Linked DNA regions of Mus musculus: region 1 is linked to region 2. A link is a contact called in public Hi-C data. All regions are on one chromosome and are shown on one strand. The core of a region is the stretch at or near the end of the contact, and the rest is flanking DNA. Distances in the headings are between cores, read along the strand shown.

The links. Hi-C and Micro-C count contacts between places; a contact is called where the count stands out from the background.
Region 1: a Hi-C map of cortical neurons shows a contact between it and region 2, with 2.5 times the contacts expected there. The contact joins two enhancer-like sites. A contact is called at or near these places in 9 of 484 Hi-C or Micro-C datasets (the C10 cell line, the HL-1 cell line, cerebral cortex and 4 more) and 1 of 9 other capture datasets (embryonic stem cells).

Annotation. Positions count from the first base shown.
Region 1 is chr3:40,441,952-40,446,016 of GRCm38.p6, forward strand. It overlaps Gm30184 (a long non-coding RNA gene), which reads right to left. Exons shown (of 4, transcript XR_389710.2): 2 at 3,827-3,978; 3 at 3,150-3,254. Among named protein-coding and RNA genes, the nearest start is that of Gm30184, 9.8 kb to the right of the region's middle. Within about 2 kb of position 2,475, at least 19 of the 459 cell types and tissues checked have an H3K27ac peak or open chromatin away from gene starts, as enhancers often do. A contact at or near this core is called in cortical neurons, where this site is marked.
Region 2 is chr3:39,999,497-40,003,218 of GRCm38.p6, forward strand. No RefSeq gene overlaps it. Among named protein-coding and RNA genes, the nearest start is that of Gm46834, 290 kb to the left of the region's middle. Within about 2 kb of position 1,450, at least 5 of the 459 cell types and tissues checked have an H3K27ac peak or open chromatin away from gene starts, as enhancers often do. A contact at or near this core is called in cortical neurons, where this site is marked.

The DNA.
Region 1 (4,065 bases), core at 1,225-3,724, 440 kb after region 2:
TCAGGCTGACACACAATCCTAGCTCCATCCCTAGTACCGTCCTCCTTGATTTACTCAGTAAATGTCCCATGACTCTCTGGGCCTGTCCATGAACAGTCCTCTAGCTCCTGAGACAGCCTCATACCTGAACAGACATGGGACTGTTGTCTTCATGTCCCATCTAGACATGAAGCTGTTTCCCTGAGTGATTCCCCGGACTCCTAGCTTTGAATCGCCTCTCAGACCTACTAAGATTTACCCCAAAAAGAGGCAAGAAGGCCAGACACTGGGCTGTGAGCAACCACCTCTCTGGCCCTGCCTTTGCATGCATGTGGCCTTTCTTAGCTTTGTATACATCCATCTTCTCCCCAAGACATTGGTTCTCCTCTCCTCAGGGACCATAAGGTAGAGTGGCTTCAAGGAAATACTGCTTTCACAGGGTTGGAAGTACTAGAATTTAACGTTCTCACAACACCTCGTCATGCATTTCCATTTCTATAATCTCTTCTGTGGATTCTCGATGAGCAACAGGGGCCAACAACATGGCTTAGCAGTAGGAGCGACAATGCCATAGCAGAGGACCTGAATTTGATTCCTCTCACATCAGGTGGCTTACAATCACTTGTAACTCCAGCTCCAAGGAAACTGGTGTCCTCTCTGGCTTCCCTGGACTCACATATGTTGCATATATTCACACAGGCTTACTCATAAACAAAGTAATGGGTTTGTTTGGTTTTTTTTTTTTTTTACAAGAGAAACAAGACATGCGGTGGCACATTTTAATCCCAGAGCTTGGGAGGCAAAGCAAGCATATTGTTGTGAGTCTAAAGGAAAAATCTTAAGAATTTGTGTTGAAGGCCTCAATCTATGAGAGATAACTCATGTGGTCTGCTCAGCCTGCCCTGTGCGTTGGCAGTCCAGTGGTCAACCGTGTTAGCTGCAATTGCTGTGCCATGAAGAGGAGTCCATCTTAGCCGAACAGAGCGTCAGAAGAGCGGAGCTGACACTTAGGTGACCACCATGTTCATATCCAGTCGTTTAAGGTGCTGACTCCCATGACCACCAACAGAAAGAGTGCTGCCAAATCCCTGCCATCTTCGATCCCGCTTTCCACAAAGTACACTGTCATCCTGATACCAAGGAAAGACTTGCAAGCTCTGCCTTACCAGGAGAGGAATGAAGGAACCAGACACAGAAGGACTCTGAACCTATAGTATATACACTGTAGACATTGTAGGTTGTATGTTATGAGATTTGGGCTATTTATAGAAAATGTCACACCAGAAATTAGTGAGTGTGTGTGTGTGTGTGTGTGTTCACAAGACACACAATTAGGAATAAAGAGCTACTCAGCCCACTAGACTATTCATGGAGACAGGAAGGGGTAATGAGAAGGAATTGGTGAAGTAAAGAATCTAGTGAAATGGTGACCTGAGTGCAGGGAGTGATGGGAATGGGGATAGACTAGTTAGTGAACTTGCCAAACAGGGCTCAGTTGGGAAGCGCAAGGGAATCAAGCTGTTGGGACAGCCAGTTCTTGATGGATTGATTAACTTCCAAATACCCATAAGGAGCCTCTTGTCTTTAGAGAAGAATCCAACATCTGGTTATTTAAAACTTGACCAGACTCCTCCTCATTTAAATCAACAGCTTGTAAAAGGCCAGAACAATCTTAATAATAATGGGTGGGTCGAATTCTCAGCCCACTTCCTACAAATAACAATTACACAAAAGGAAAGTTGGTAAGTCCTTGCAAGATTATCAAAACCAGTAACCATCAGGGAGGACCTTGAAATTGTATGTTGTTTCAATGGAAATCACCATTGAAACTGTTAAGAAGGACATCACGTGAAGCTGGGATCCATCTCTCAGGACAAGGGTGCATGTTGTTCCTCCAGAGGACAGGAGTTCAGTTCCCAGCAGCCAAGTCAGTCAGCTCACCATCCCAAGGTGCTGGTAACACAACAAAGTCCTCTTAACTGCTCAGCCGTCTTTCCAGCCCTGAGAGAGGTGACCGGCTGTTCAACCTGTGCAGTCTGTGCCTGTCCCTGTGCTGTGTGCTGCACTGTGTGTTATTACTGTCATCTTCAATCTGAGCGACTGGGGTCCCTCCCACCAGGTCTGCACGAAACTGGGTCTACTGACGTTCCCACGGACTGAGGAGAAAAGGCTCACAGAGATATGTAAGGATATCATGAGGATATGTGAGCAGCATCTGCTGGGAGGGGGTGGCTCAGTGAGTCGCGATGTAGCATCCGTAAGTGCTCTGTTGTCCTGCGAGTAACCTCAATAAGCTCAATGGTCCTCTACTCTGCAGTTGGGTGGAATCCATTTGGTCTGTCTCTGCCCTCTCTATTTAAAGTTAATGGAAACAGGCTCCCCGTGGAAAACCACGCTGAAACCTCTCAAACCCTTCTTTGATTGTGTTTTCTGGATGTCACCGAGATAGAAAATGCTTTTCAAAGCGTTCTTTTCCATATAGAACTTGACATTTTGAAGAGTCGCAGCTCCCCCTAGTGGCGGACCGCCGCGGTCCACGCTCAATTTACTTCTCAGAGAACAATAAAGTTTAAGCAAAGCTTCTGAGACATGGTTTCTTTTTTTTTTCCCCCTATAACTACTATAAAAGCTAATTCCTGTTTCTGAGATGGAGTATGGCTTCCAGGAGATGACCTGCAACTCACTGAAGAATGATTGTGGTCTAACCGAACACCGTATCTGGGCAGCAGGGAAAGACGTATTAAAATACAAAAAGTTTAGCAGGTTGTGAGACACAAGTCTGAGTTGGAATCTGCATTCTAGTCTCGTTCTGTTGATGCCTGGAGATGAGATGTGTGGCCAGAAATTGGATGCGACAACACTTCCCTTTCTTCATCTATGATACGGGGTTGGCAGCATTAATGAGCCACAGGGACCTGCGATTGAGGGTCTGTAGTGGAGACACAGGCCCTACAACCTAAAGACGGGCAATGGCTCAACAATTCCAAAGACCTGAGGTGGCCACTCTGACACATTGCCTACGGCCCATGTTTACTCTCTGACCCCCCACAGTGTGCTATCTAAGCACTCCAGGAAAAGAAAAAAGGATTGTTTAACCCTCACAGCAGTGATCCCATGAGATAAACATTACCATCAAACTCACATGCAAGAGAAGGCAGCTTGAAACTCACCCAATTTCACACCACCAATAATTGGTAAAAGCTGCAAGTCCGTGCTCCCATCTGTCTGCCATACTTCCAGAACACCACTTTCAGGGTGGGGGTTGAGGGGGTGTCCTGAGAAGACAGCCAAGAGTATGTGGGATCTTCAGTCTGACTATTAATCCCAGTCTTTTTTATACAATTTTTAAAAGATAATCAGCATAACCAACAACAGCCACAGAATTTTGAGTTAAAGAGAAGATATGAAATAATTACTCTAGATCCAAACCTTGGACTTTAAAGAACTTCTGAAAGCTCAGGAAATGTGCCCAAAACATTGCATGAAAATACATATATGTGAGTGAGTGAGTGTGTGTGTGTGTGTGTGTGTGTGTGTGTGTGTGTGTGTGTGTGTAGCCTCTTTGTGTATACAAACATTGTGTAGATTATTAAGTGAAATGAAAATGAATCCCCAGAGCATGCACAGTTAGACCAGGACAGTGAGAAGAGAATATCACAATTTTTATTCTCTATTTCTGCTTAGTTCCAAGATCCATCTTCCACATTTTCCACAATTCTAAAGGTACTTTTGACAAAGGGATTTATCTCTATAAGACCCTCTAGTTCTGATTTTCTATTATTTTGAACATGAGAGAGATGGGAGAGGGGCGTTGAATTTTAAAAGTCGAATAGGGAAGAGGGCTTACCTTCTAAGTCGTTTCCAAATTGGCTCCTCAGAATCCTCTGGAGAAATCAAGATAAAAATCCCTCTGCAGTCTGGGAGAGGACATCAATCCCAGGTCTGACAGGCTCTCCTTCATTCTGTGATGGTTCCTTCTAAATGTCAACTTGACACAATCTAGAATCACAGGAAAACAAGTCTCAGGGAAGGGTTATCTGGATCATGGCAGCCTGGGATCATGGTGGTCTGTGGGGGACTGTCTTG
Region 2 (3,722 bases), core at 200-2,699:
TGGTATAGCATGGTTGTACTGGTATTTTTAAATCCATCTGGAGAGGAGGTTCAAGTTAAGGAGGTGAAATTGAAGTCAAATATCAAAGTTCCTGTTTCTGCGCATAGCTTCCCTTATATTTCCCCCCTCATTTGCTTAATCACAGATTTCTGGCCTGATGGATTTGAACACAGCCCTGAGATGATATCACAGATGCCAAGGCTCTCAGTGATTTTGTTTATATGAAGTGTAGCTTACAAAAAAAAAAAAAAAACAAAAAAAAACAAACCTTTCTACTTTATAAATTTCATTTATAAAATACTTAAATATATTATTACAGAAATTATTTTTCTGTATTTTGATATATTATGAATCATAATATTCAGAAATAGCTTGAGTAAATAGAATCTAAGCCACTGGTTATTTGGAAGGACCAAAGCATTTATTTTAAGTGCTACTCAGCTTTTAGCTCTTCAGGCTGCTGATTTGTCTGTGAATGTACACAGCCTAAATTGTTCAGACAGACTAGTGTCATCCAGGAATTAATGTCTTCGCTCCTAAACTAGAGGAGATATTCATGAAGCTTCATGACTTTTTAGAAGCTATGTGCTCCTGTTCTCACCAGAATTTAAAATCAGCCAAAAAAAAAAGTTATTTAGAGAAAGCTAACAAATGGGTACTTTACAATTCTAATTAGCTCATAATGTCTGCTGCTATATTTGCATTTGATGGTAGAGATGTTCTTTTGTTAAGAGGAAAAATGGAGAGTCAGGTGTGTTGGCACACACTTGTAATCCCAGGACTGTGGAGGCTGAGGTAGGAAAATTGCAAAATTGAAATCAGCCTGGGTTACATTGCAAGATCTTGTCTCAAATGAGCAAAAAGAAACAAATCACCATTTTGAGCAACACACCTGCCCTAGACTTTTAAAAGTAAGCTTTCAGTTCCCTCAAGAACAAAAATTCAGGTGATAAAAATACATACAGTTATAAATTCCAAGGCTTTTGCACTTTGACTTTTTCCTGTTAATAACATAGTGTTTTTTTTTTTTTTTACCAAAGATGCTTAACCTATGTTAGTAATAAGTGCTTATGCTTAGAAGTCAATATTTTAAGCTGAAGATATACTTGAACCCACAGTATAGGGAGGAATTTGACTGTTTTTGAGCCCAGAAACCAAGAGCAACAGGCTAACTTTTACAATTTCTTGGTCCACAGTACCCCCATTTCCTTGTTGGACAGACATTTTAATGAACACACATGTGTAATGTCTGCATAATCAAATGGCCTTTTCCACTTCGGAATACAGAGAGAAGTAAGATGTTTGTTGTGCCTGAGGGATGACACTGAGGGGTTGCAGAGTCTCCTGCAATAACTCCTGCAGGCAGTTTAGAGGCAGAGGAGATGGGGACTCAGAGAGTGTCCAGGGGCACACAGAAGGCAGAAGGCAGGATCTCAGGAAAGGGACAGGGGACAGGATACAATCAGAACATCTGGAAGAGCAGACCGTGGGAGTACAGGAGAATGCTATCTGACCTGTGCTCCCTCTGGCTTCTGCCAAGGGTCTGGTGAGTCTCAAGACTCTCATCCATAATCAGGAGCATCAAGGGAGGAATTACGAAATAAAGATAGAGGAGTGGAGTGTGACCATGAGAATGAGGAGACCTGGGGGAAGAGAGTAAATAAAGATAAATCGGAGAGAGATCTTAACTGCATCTCCATGCAGGACTAGAGCATGGGGCAAAAGAGAGGAGGAAGAGTAAGAACAAGAGGTTTCTAGAAGAGGGGAAACCATGAAAAGCATCATTAGAGAAGCTACACTTCAAAGAATGAGGGCACATGCCCAGCTATAGTTCTGTGATGTGAACCATTTCTACCTGTGAAGTCAAAAAAGATTGGATTGATAATAGTATCTGATACAGACATGTGCGGATAGCATTCTGCCAAGTTACCCAGGAACTTCGCACTGTTCAAACACCGAAGAGATGTTGGATGAGAAGTCTAGGTTGGCAAATAAGTCAGTTCAATGATAGAGTTGGGAGGAATGACTAAACCGTGCTGTGGACACCATGGTAAGTTTATTAATCAGAGCTCAGATTAGGAGTCTAAATGTTGTGGAATTATAGGGGTGATTATAAGAGAAATTGCAGCCCAACTAAAGAGGCTACTTTACAAAGGTGGTCGGAATAGAAGTGTAGGGAAGCAAAAGATGAACTTATTGCCAGCAGTTTTATGGGATGGAATCTATTTCAAGTTAGAAGCAAACTGAATGATTTCCACTGATCTTATAAGTGCACAGAATATAATACTTTGTTTTATGTAACTTGATACTGTGGCCATTCTGTCTTATATTGGAGTTATAATCAGACATAATTACATTTTCTACGTTCAGGCAGGGGTCCAAAATAAAAGTTCACTGGTCAACTGAAGGGACGCCTGACCTCTGTTGTGTGGCAGTTATCGCTGAGATTGAAACATTTCATCCTGCATGGAAGCTCATTAAGTCTTTTAGGAAGTTTCTGAAACTGATCAACTTTACTAGGCCCCTCCCTCCCCAAGAGTAAACAGTAAAGACTACTGAGTCATTCCCAGAGGTATACATCTGCAAAGAAGACTCTGAGACAAGCCCAACCACCTGGAACAAGCAAGGACCAGTCAAAGAAACAGCCTGGAGAGAGCGGAAGCCAGAAGAGTTGCCTGGAAGAAGCTCAGACCACCTGAGTCATGGGAAAGAATACTCTCCAATGTACTGAATTGCCTGCAGGCCATGTAGTATGCACCAGGTTCCCAGCTTTGGTTTGTCATGGGTTCACTATCTGGGATAAGCATATGTGTGTGTTGTGTTTCCCCAGGAAATCTACCACACAACAACCCATGAAAAATAGGGTAAAAATCATGTTCATAGGGCAGTTGGCACACAGAGTTTGGGACAGGAAACTACAGGGTGCATTCAGATGACAATCAGTAACTGAATAGTTTACCAACAGGTAGCTTTATTAAGAATTAAAAGAACAGCCTAGCAAGTATCATAGAAGTTTCCAGCCCTTGAAGAGACATCTGTCTAGACAACTAGTCTTAATAAGTCATCCGTTCTTAAGCCAGGAGAAGGCAGAGTTGCAATGATGAGCACTGTGCAGATGTCTCAGGAGGCAGGATGTTTGTTCCATCTCATAAGGCTGAGCCAACATTTCAACTCCTCCTTTCAGCAGTGGAAGTGCCTTCTATGACAGAAGCTGGACACAAAGTCCAGCAACCATGTGTTAAAGGTATCTACCAGCTGCTGGGACCAGCTGTAGAAGCAAAGCATCTTCAGAATATGAAATCTGCATCTATAATTCCTTGAAGAATAGAAAAAAGTCACTTATCTCAACAAGTACACTTACTGTAAGTGTAAAAAGGACGTTATCATGAACTAAGATTGCTCATGATATAATTTCAGTTGTTTTTCAGGGAAGAAGGATGACAAAGATAACCAGAAAATCTGGGTGAAGAAATAATGTGAGGAACACAGTGACATTAGGAGATATTTGGGAGCTGGGTGCCGTGGCACATGCCTGTAGTCCCAGCTACTTGGGAGACTGAGACAGGAGCAGGTATTTGGGAATGTTCATTCTTTACTTTTGAAACAAGTTTGAACCCAGTAGTCCATGTTTGTGATCCAGGCTGAGTTCAGACTATTGATAGCCCTCATGACTTAGCCTCTTGCATGCTGAGGTTATAAATCCGAGTTAACACATCTGGCCA